2 separate regions of the Mus musculus genome follow, and region 1 is linked to region 2. A link is a contact called in public promoter capture Hi-C data. All regions are on one chromosome and are shown on one strand. The core of a region is the stretch at or near the end of the contact, and the rest is flanking DNA. Distances in the headings are between cores, read along the strand shown. Region 1 has its middle 69 kb from the start of Gm27188. Region 2 has its middle 46 kb from the start of Cgnl1.

Region 1 (4,758 bases), core at 1,784-4,283, 370 kb before region 2:
AGATAGATGGATAGGTAGGTAGATAGATGGATGGATGGATAGATGGATGGATGGATGGATAGGTAGGTAGGGAGATAGATAGATAGATAGATAGATAGATAGATAGATAGATAGATAGATAGATGATAGGTAGATGGTAGATGACAGATAGATGATAGATGGTCAATCGATCGATAGATGGATAAGATAAGAGTACTGACCCGAGAAACTGGAGGAAAGAATAAATAACAAAGGAAAAAAGACAGAAAAGGATAAAATAGGTAAGGATTCAACAGACGTAAAAGCCAGCTCTTTTAAAAGATAAGTAAAGTAGACAAATTCAGGCTGGAGAGATGACTTAGCAGTTAAAAGTACTCAGTGACTTAACTGAACTCAGAAGTGGAATTCAGTTGCCAGCACCCACAAGGCAGCTCACAGCCTCCTGCAACTCAAGCTCTTGGGGAATCCATGGCCTCTTCTGGCCCAGGAGGCATCTGCACTCACTCTCCCCACACCTCTCCAATATTAAAAATAAAAAGAAATCTTTTTTGAAAAGTGAAATGCAGGCTACAGACTAGGAGAGGTTAATTATACTAGTTTGTATCTTTAATTATAGTAGTTAAAATGATGCTGGGTATTAGTATCCAGTAATAATAAATGATCTCTACAAATCAACAAAAAGAAGCAAATAATATCATAGAAAAATTGTCAAAGGGTCAATATTTGTCAAAGGGAACCCAAGTAGCCAAGATCCATAAGAAAAATATCCAATCTCAGTAATTTAAGATTTCAACAACTTAAAATCATAATGAGTTCCTGTTTGACAGATCATCAGTGTTAAGATGTCTGTGAAGCCTGTAGTGGTAAGGATGGGGGAGGCACAAGACAGAAGAGAGAAGCAGGATGGTAAGGATGGGGGAGGCGCAGGACAGAAGAGAGAAGCAGGAAACCAGAGGAAAGGGAAGAGGGAAGGGAAAGAGAAGAGGAGAAGTGGGGATCAAAACAGGGAGGAAGAGGAAGGGAAGAAAATTCTTTTAGAGTTATTTATTTTATTTGTATGAGTATTTTGCCTGTGTGTGTGTGTCGTGGGCATGCCTGGAGCCTGTGGAGGTCAGAAGAGGTTATCAGAGTCTCTGGCACTGGATTTGCTATAGATGGTTGGTGGGGAGCCACCACGCAGCTGCTTTGATCTTACTGAAAGAGCCATGATGGCTCTTAATGGCTGAACCATCTCTCCAGGCCACCCCCATAAAACTTTTTATACACAGCTGGTTTGAAACTATGTTATGAAAAATGATGTTGAAGACCAGCGTTGCAATATTAGATACGGCAGGCACACCATCTGTGGTCTGGCAACTCAACTGTGGGAATGTATCTTTTAAGAGCTCTCACCTGTGCTCCCAAGACTGCATGAACATTTGTTGACTGCAAAAAGAAAAGCAAACAACCGGAATGCTCAGATATGAAATTGTGGATGAATGAAGTCAGAGTCACGCAGCAGAATACCATACATATGAATCAAATTGATAAAAATAGATGGGGAAGACTCAGGCAATGATGGCGCATGCCTTTAATCCCAGCATTTACGAGGCAGAGGCAGATGGATCTCTTGAGTTGGAGACCAGCCTGGTCTACAGTAAGTTTCAGGACAGCCAGGGATACATAGAGAAACCCCATCTGGAAAAATCAAAACCCCCAAATATTTGGGGAAGACTCAGGGGGACGTGGGCGTTGGTTAAAATGTATCTGCACTGTCAAAACAAACAGCTAACCCTAACCACTAGGGCAAGACATGAACCAAAGTTAAATTTTTTAAATACAATGGCTGTGGCTCCTACCTACAGACTAAGAAACGATTTCCGGACTTGCTATGGAAAAACCTGAGGCACCGAGGAGCGTGAGCACTGGACTACCGTGTGTCAACAGCTGAGGGGCTGACTGCAGCAGCTCCGACTGAGGAAAGGGGAGATTGAAGAGCCAGGTCAGCAGTGGAAAATAATTCATTTTTGCTATATTATCAGCCTGTTGTATCATTTGCATGTAGCAATAAATAAATAAATTTTAGTTGAAATGATTCCTACGACTAAGTAAAGCCAAAACCACTGTTCTGAAGAATATTTTCTATAAACTGTAAGCATAGTCTTCACTCTGCTTTTCTCCTAAGGGACTATTTGGGGGGGGGGTCACAAGCCTTCACTAATAAGTTCCTTACGCCCCATCAGAAGTGTACACTGCGCCTGCCGTGCGTGCCTTAACTGTGCATCTATTTATACGGGATGACTGATACTTTCCGTAATAAATCTCACCACTTCTTCTAAAGAACTGCGGCTGGTGACAAATGGAATTATCCCTACACTGTCCCCAACAGTAAGAGGAATGGCAGATTTAGGCTACAAACATATCTGGTGTATCTGAAACAAAGTCCATCTTTCTAAACTTTCTTCCGGGCAGCTTGAACAAAGGCAGGATCTAGACCTAGGGGATTTTGTGTCTGACCAAGAAGAGAATTCCGACTCTGCCAGATCTAGAGCCCAATTATTTCCTCGCAGTGAGTCTTCCTCTTGTATTTAACATTGCATTTCAAAAGCGTTATGTCTTTGTAAACCAGTTCCCTTCCTAGAGGCGTGATTTTAATCTCCATCAAACCTAGAACCACTTTCTTAGGGGACAAAGCACTATTAAACAACTGAATGCTCCGCCCTCTGTTAGAACAGCTACACTTTGAGGGCCACATAACCCCTGGAAATAAAGGGAAAGTTCTGGTTTATACCAGTTTGCAGATGGTTGTGGTGATGAAGCTAAGGAGAGGCTCAGGGTGTGGAGAAGTGGATGGAGGTGGGTGGGGGTAGGGGTGGGGGTGGGAGTGAGGGTGGAGTAGGGTGGGATCACGGGAGACGAGAGGAGCACCCTGCTCGCCTCGTTTTCGTGTCTTTTATTTCACAATGTCTTCCTTTCCTTGCCTGCTGGTGTGCTCACTTGCCTTGTGTCAGAGCCAAGAGACAGGTCAGCTCCAAGGCTTCTTATCCAAGTTGGCAGAGGCTGTGGCAGCAGGGTGGTAACTCTGCCCGATGTTCCCAAGCTGTGGCTGGGACGCTTCCAACAGCAAAGTCACTCAGTAAACAGTCCTCTGTTTCTTCTTTGGGTTGGCGGAGATATCGCTAGGCCCTTGTACTACCCACTCCTTAATTTCCAAGAAGCCCACAGACCAGAAACTTCCCGGGTCTCCCTGTCTTCAAAGAATCTTTGGGTAGATCTTAAACACCTTTGACAAAAGCATCATTATGCACTGTCATTTCAGCTCTAGTGGTTTCTGCTTTCCGTTTTTTCCTGTGCATCTCTGAGTTCAAATTTCAAAAACTTTATTTGATGCCTGTTTAAGCCTGGCTTTGTTCCAGAATAGATTGGAGGCAGAGAGACAAATAAATACCTCTCTCTCTCTCTCTGTCTCTCTCTTTTAAGACAGGGTTTCTCTGTGTAGCCCTGGCTGTCCTGGAACTCACTCTGTAGACCAGGCTGGCCTCAAACTCAGACATCCGCCTGCCTCTGCTTCCCAAGTGCTGGGATTAAAGGCATGCGCCACCATGCCCGGCTCTAAAGGGGCCTCTCGAACCATGCTCTCCACGTCACGCTGAGGATTACATCACGAAACTATTTCACCACCTCAAGCACCAGATCTGTGCCAAAGTGGAGGAAAGTCACCTCCAGCACTCCTGACCCCTCTATTGCCACCCTGCTTCTACACCACACTGCCGTACCCAGATGGCACAAGCCCTGCCAGTGACATGCTAAGAGTAGGGACATCCGTTCTCAGGCAGAAGCATGGAAAAGGGCACGCTCACTCTGAGAACTGATTTTCCTTGGATTTCGTGGCATGTTGTATCCCATTTCACTGGCTCTGACTGACACTCAGGATCCTCCATTGACCCAACCTGGCCTCTACAACCTTCATCCCTAATACTCTTCAACCAGCCAGACCCATCCATCCACTCAACGTCACCAGCTTTTGTTGGGCTCCAGCAGCAAGCACTGGAGCACTGCCCTTTCATCTCCTCCTCTTCAAGGTTGCTTTCCCTGTTATGACCTAGATAGATGTAAAGCTCAGGGCTCGGGGCCTTCAGTTGCCTGAGTCTCTTCTATGCCACTATTGAATTGTATGCAAACTGATTTGATTCATTTCAATAACTTAAAGAGGACTTACTGTGTGTCAGGGATCCTACTAGGCACTCAGGGTTCCAGGATAATAAAACATGATACAAAGCGTCTAGAATGGGAATGGAGACATAAAAACAAACCAATGCTAGGAAGAGGTACAAGAAATACAGTCTAGGAGATGCAAAGGGTGGAAGCCTTGTGGAGAGAGTGGTGTCTGAGCTCAGTCAGTGGAAGAATGGCAACACTGCAAGGGGTCAGTTTGCAGAAAGAAGGGCTGAGAAGACTGGGTGTGGTAACTCAGAGCACCTAGCAACTCAGGTTTATACCCAACGTTTTAACCAGGCAGTTTTGGTTGGTTCTAGGACTGGCTGTGTGTCATTGCAGTGCAGACACAAGAAAAAATTCGAGGAGCCTCCCATCCCCATGTGCACCTGCACCCCCCAACTCTCACTCTCCCCCCACGTGCTCAGGTGAATGGTTATAGACAACCTAATTTAGTGCTTAGAAGGGCAGTTCGAACAGTACAGTCCCTACCTTCCATTCAAGGGATCAAGGAAAACTACAAAAAAGAAATTCTGGAGCTTGAAGCAAAACCCCCATTCAGGGAAGGAAACAGAAGGGAAGCCA
Region 2 (5,166 bases), core at 64-2,563:
ACCACCCATAGTGATACAGTTTCTCCAACAGGGCCCCTCTGAATCCCTCCCAAGCAGTGCCACTTCCTGATGACCAAGCATTCAAATATATGAGACTATGGGGGGCGGAGGGGGGGGGAATTCTCATTCAAACCATCGCAGCTTGTGTCAAGTTGACAAAGTACTCAGTGTATCCGTGGTGGTGCTACTGAGAGGTTGGAGAACCTTTAGGAGGTGACTGCTATAGAGAGGAGTTATATAGAGAGGAGTTAGGTCACTGGAGGAATGCCCTTTAAGGGGATGAAGGGATTCAACCTCCCTCTCTCCTATCTCCTGATTGCCATGAGGTAAGCACCTTAGCTTTACCAGGTACTCGTGACATAAAGCACTTCATCTCCACAGGAGCAAGCAGCCATGGACCAAACCTCTAAAACCATAAGCCAAAATGTATCCTCTTGGGCTGGTGAGATGGCTCAGTGGGTAAGAGCACCCGACTGCTCTTCCGAAGGTTCGGAGTTCAAATCCCAGCAACCACATGGTGGCTCACAACCATCCATAACAAGATCTGACGCCCTCTTCTGGATTGTCTGAAGACAGCTACAGTGTACTTACATATAATAAATAAATGAATCTTAAAAAAAAAAAATGTATCCTCTTCCGTAAGGAGATTCAGTGTGGGCGCTTGTCCTAGCAGCTCAAGGTAGCAGCCATGGAAAGCTCCTTTTGGTTCAAGAGTGTCTGTCACCCTTCCCGTGACTGTGTTATAAAAACTGGGTCCTGATCCTACCACCTGCTCTCTCTGCCATTTGGTTTGCTTGTGGAATGATAGTGGCGTTGTGGAAATTCCTCCCAGTGAATTGATACCGATTTTTAGGGCAGAAGATGAGGGTCTCATGTAGCCCAGTTTTTTTTGCTTCAAACTTGCTACGTAGCCAGCAATGATCTTGACCGCCTGATCCTCTTGGTTCTGCCTCTGGAATGCTGGGGTTATAGACATGTACTACAGTAGGTTTATATGGCGCTAGGACCCCAACACAGGGCTTCATTCATTCTGGGTAAGCATTCTCCTCACTGAGCAACATCTCTAGCCTCTGAACTTGTTTTTAAAAGATTGACTGATTTATTTTATTTTTTGTGAACGATTCTTCCGCCTTCATGCATATATGTGAACCACGTGCATGCTTCGTGCTTTTGGAGGATGCTGGATACCCTGAAACTGGAGTTAAGGACAGTTGTGAGCCACCATGTGGGTGCTGGGAACTAAACCTGGGTGGATCCTCTGTAAAAGCAGTCAGTGCTCTTAACTGCTGAGCCATCTTTCCAGCCCCGAAATTTTATTTTTAAATGTTGCATAACACCCACGGTGTAGATCTCACAGAGAGTTCCCATGCAGCTGAGACACTATTTCCCAATGGCAAGAGAGAAATCGAATTCCTACAACTGTTTAGAACCTTAGTGGATTATTTTTTACCTTGACCAGGAGCTAAACTCATGCCTGGTTCAAAAGCTCAGATCAGCAAACTTGAGTGCGTGTATCAAAAAAGAAGCAGACTGGCCGTGCCCTGAACGGTTTGCTCTTTTACCAGGCTGCTGAGATGCACATTCCTGCAGGAGATGCATGTTCCTGCAGGAGATGCACGTTCCTGCAGGAGATGCATGTTCCTGCAGGAGATGAACGTTCCTGCAGGAGATGCATGTTCCTGCTAAAACCTGGGTCTGATGGGCTCAGCATCTGGGCTCAGCACATGGGGAGGGGCAGCTCGGATGGAGAAAACCTGTGGGGAAAGGGTGGAGAGGTTTATCCCATGACTGTATGGCTAGCCATGAGAGGAACAGGAGAATTGGATAAACCACCTTCTCCATCACCGGCGGTCACCCCCCCCCATCCAACACTCCCCCCCATCCCACACCCACTCCCCCATCCCACACCCCCACCATCCAACACTCACCCCCATCCCACACCCACCCCAAGAATCTCAGCCACCCCGGGGTTATTTTTGTCTTTTGTTTCTCCTTAGGGAAGTTGAGCCACTGGCCTCTCGGGTTTTCTAACTGCAGAAGAGATGAAAGTCTGCGATTTCAATCAAAAGCTTAAGAAAACAATAATCCCTGGTTGTCCTAATTCTTTAGTGAAAATATCTCACAGGGGCAGGAATTGCCTTTAAGCCCCTTTGCTCCCATTTCATGCTTAAAATTTTTTTCTTAATTAAAAAGACTTGTTTGCCTGGTGTAGGCACCGAAGTACTTATTTATTTTAACTTATTCCTTTCATTCTTTTCTTTCCTTTCTCTTTCTCTTCACTAGTGCCAGGAGAACTGTGGGTTTCTTCTATTCTCCTATTGTCTTATACCCTCACTGCCTCTGTACAGCTCTGACCTAGCATGGTACTGAGCCTCAATCACTCCATCTCTAGTATCACGGAATGAAAGCAATGTCCGTGACATATAGAGAAGTCATATAGCCCCTAAATTCAACTGTCCTCAATTGTCTGCATGCTCCATCAGGGATTTTAGATTAACTTCATTTTCACTCAACGCCACCAACATCTGATGACAAGTTTTCACTGAAAATGAGCAGGGATCCGCATCTGCATTCCAAAGTAGCCTTAGAATCCATCGCATTGATTGACAAAATGTTCTCCCATCGATTAAGTGTGTATAGCTCCTGGTCTGCGGATGCCTGGGAGACATGCCACTCTGGATCCTAGAGCTGAGAAGATTGTCGTAGACTTAAGTCTGTCTCAACAAGCGAGGTCACTGGAGAAAATCACCAGCGGTTAATTTACTGTTAGTGCCAGGACCGATGTCCTGAACACTCATCCGCACACTGTTCCAGAAGTCCTGGGCATAAATTCTAGAAAGATCGTGGGCAAAGAGAGAGCATGATGTCAGTGAATTCCAGTCAAGGTGGGTTTTAGTGACCATTTCCCAGTACACTAGAAGGTATTTCTAGAAACTTTATTTCAGTGTGCAAAGCCTTGGAAAGCAATGCAAGTTATTAGGGATGGAATCTAGGGCCTTGTATATGTTGAGCCCCATTCCCAGACCTCCCACCTCCTTTTCAAATTGAAACCGGGTCTTGGATAAGTTGCCCAGGCTGGCCTTGAACTCTTGATCCTCCTACCTCAGGCTCCTGAGTAGCTGGAGTCATAGCCTGTACCACCACTTTCTGGGGAAGGGGAATTCTTATGTTAAAATTTTCCCCCAAGACCTTGTGCTTGCTACGAGCCCTACCACTAAGCTTGCTAGTTCATTTGTTTTTTCCTCAAGATTTATTTTATTTATATGAGGTATACTGTTGCTGTTTTCAGACACACCAGAAGAGGGTGTCAAATCCCATTACATATGGTTGTGAGTCATCATGAGTTTGCTGGGAATTGAACTCAGGACCTCTGGAAGAGCAGTCAGTGCTCTTAACTGCTGAGCCCCTCTTAAGCCCTCCCCCCTTTTAATTAATTAATTTTTTTTTAATGTATGTGAGTACACTGTACAACCTTCAGACACGCCAAAAGAGGGCATCAGATCCCATTACAGATGGTTGTGAGCCACCATGTGGTTGCTGGGAATTGAACTCAGGACCTCTGGAAGAGCAGCTGATGCTCTTAACCACAAAGCCATCTCTCCAGCCCGTGTTACTTCTTGAAACAAGATAGCAGGAAGACAGGTGTGAATGGCTGGGGGATTGGGGATGCTGACCAGCTGTGTGCACTCTTTACACCTCTGAGCTTGTCCTAAAGAAGTTCTTGGGAGAGGGGATGTAGCTCAGTGGGGAGAATGCTTGCCTAGCGTGCATGAGACTCTGGGCTCAATCCTTAGCATGACATAAACCAAATGTGATGGTGCATGTCTGTAATTCCAATACTTTGGAGGTGGAGGACACTCTGCCACATGTTCTCAGGGCTAGCGTGAGATACATGAAACCCTATCTCAAAACAAAACATGGGGGCTGGAGAGATGACTCAGCAGCTGCGAGGACTGGTGGCTCTTGTTGAGGACACAGGGTTTGGTTCCCAGATGTCAATTCACATCTGTCTGTAATTCCAGCTTTAAGGAATCAGACACCCTTTTCTGGCTTTCCCGGGTACCAGGCACTCAGGGAGCACAGGGACACACATTCAGACAAAACACTCATGTACATAAAATGGAAATAAATAAATCATTGACATGAAAACACACATGTTCTAAATAAACAGTCCACTTTCCCAAAGATGGAAAAATAAGGGGGTCGGTCTGTAGGCAGCTAGGCACTGAGCATAAATGAAGCCCTTCCCTTCCCTTCATGCCTTAATCATGAGAATATAGATATGTAATGGCCCCGTATGATTATGTCAACAAGCAGAGCACCAATAGAAGGACTTTCTAGAACTCTCTTTTGCCCTTCCCTGAGCCTTGAGCAGGCTAAACAGACCTTAATTGTTTGGTCTTCCTCCAACCAAGCTGACCTAGGGTGGAGTCTTCTGCATTGCTGCCCAGCCTGCAATTTCCTACAGGAGCAGTCTGCTTGCTTTGCAATATTATCCAGCTGAAACAAAGGATGGGTGTACTGGCTAGTTTTGTGTCAACTTGACACAGCTGGAGTTATCACAGAGAAAGGAACTTCAGTTGAGGAAATGCCTCCATGAGATCCAACTGTAAGGCATTTTCTCAATTAGTGATCAAGGGGAAAGGCCCCTTGTGGGTGGGACCATCTCTGGGCTGGTAGTCTTGGGTTCTATAAGAGAGCAGGCTGAGCAAGCCAGGGGAAGCAAGCCAGTAAGAAACATCCCTCCATGGCCTCTGCATCAACTCCTGCTTCCTGACCTGCTTGAGTTCCAGTCCTGACTTCTTGGTGATGAACAGCAGTATGGAAGTGTAAGCTGAATAAACCCTTTCCTCCCCAACTTGCTTCTTGGTCATGATGTTTGTGCAGGAATAGAAACCCTGACTAAGACAATGGGTCTGTGACTTTTCCCTATATAAACGCAGAGCTGAAAATTAAACTTTGAACCATGATCAGAAACCTTTGTCTTGGCTTCATTCTTCTCTTGATGGCCTGTCCTTTTTTCATTTCCAGCCTCCCTTCCAGGTACCGAGTTCTCCATGACTGCTGGACAGCTACACACTCTGACAGAGTTTTCTTCCTTTCCCGTTGTCATTTTAGGGATTCGTTGGACACGACCGATCATTGCGCCTGTGACAGTTCTAGTGG

What was found. Promoter capture Hi-C pulls out the DNA fragments that hold promoters and counts their contacts.
Region 1: a promoter capture Hi-C map of hippocampal neurons shows a contact between it and region 2, with 2.6 times the contacts expected there. The contact joins two enhancer-like sites. A contact is called at or near these places in 16 of 39 promoter capture datasets (the 3T3-L1 cell line, 3T3-L1-derived adipocytes, the C10 cell line and 11 more), 4 of 15 datasets of contacts at CTCF or cohesin (the NIH/3T3 cell line, embryonic stem cells, pro-B cells and 1 more), 67 of 484 Hi-C or Micro-C datasets (B cells, the BV-2 cell line, the C2C12 cell line and 35 more), 20 of 115 datasets of contacts at active chromatin or transcription factors (the 230-238 cell line, CD8 T cells, the NIH/3T3 cell line and 11 more) and 4 of 9 other capture datasets (adipose tissue, embryonic stem cells, liver and 1 more).

What each region holds. Positions count from the first base shown.
Region 1 is chr9:72,182,391-72,187,148 of GRCm38.p6, reverse strand. No RefSeq gene overlaps it. Among named protein-coding and RNA genes, the nearest start is that of Gm27188, 69 kb to the left of the region's middle. Within about 2 kb of position 3,033, at least 31 of the 459 cell types and tissues checked have an H3K27ac peak or open chromatin away from gene starts, as enhancers often do. A contact at or near this core is called in hippocampal neurons, where this site is marked.
Region 2 is chr9:71,814,813-71,819,978 of GRCm38.p6, reverse strand. No RefSeq gene overlaps it. Among named protein-coding and RNA genes, the nearest start is that of Cgnl1, 46 kb to the right of the region's middle. Within about 2 kb of position 1,313, at least 8 of the 459 cell types and tissues checked have an H3K27ac peak or open chromatin away from gene starts, as enhancers often do. A contact at or near this core is called in hippocampal neurons, where this site is marked.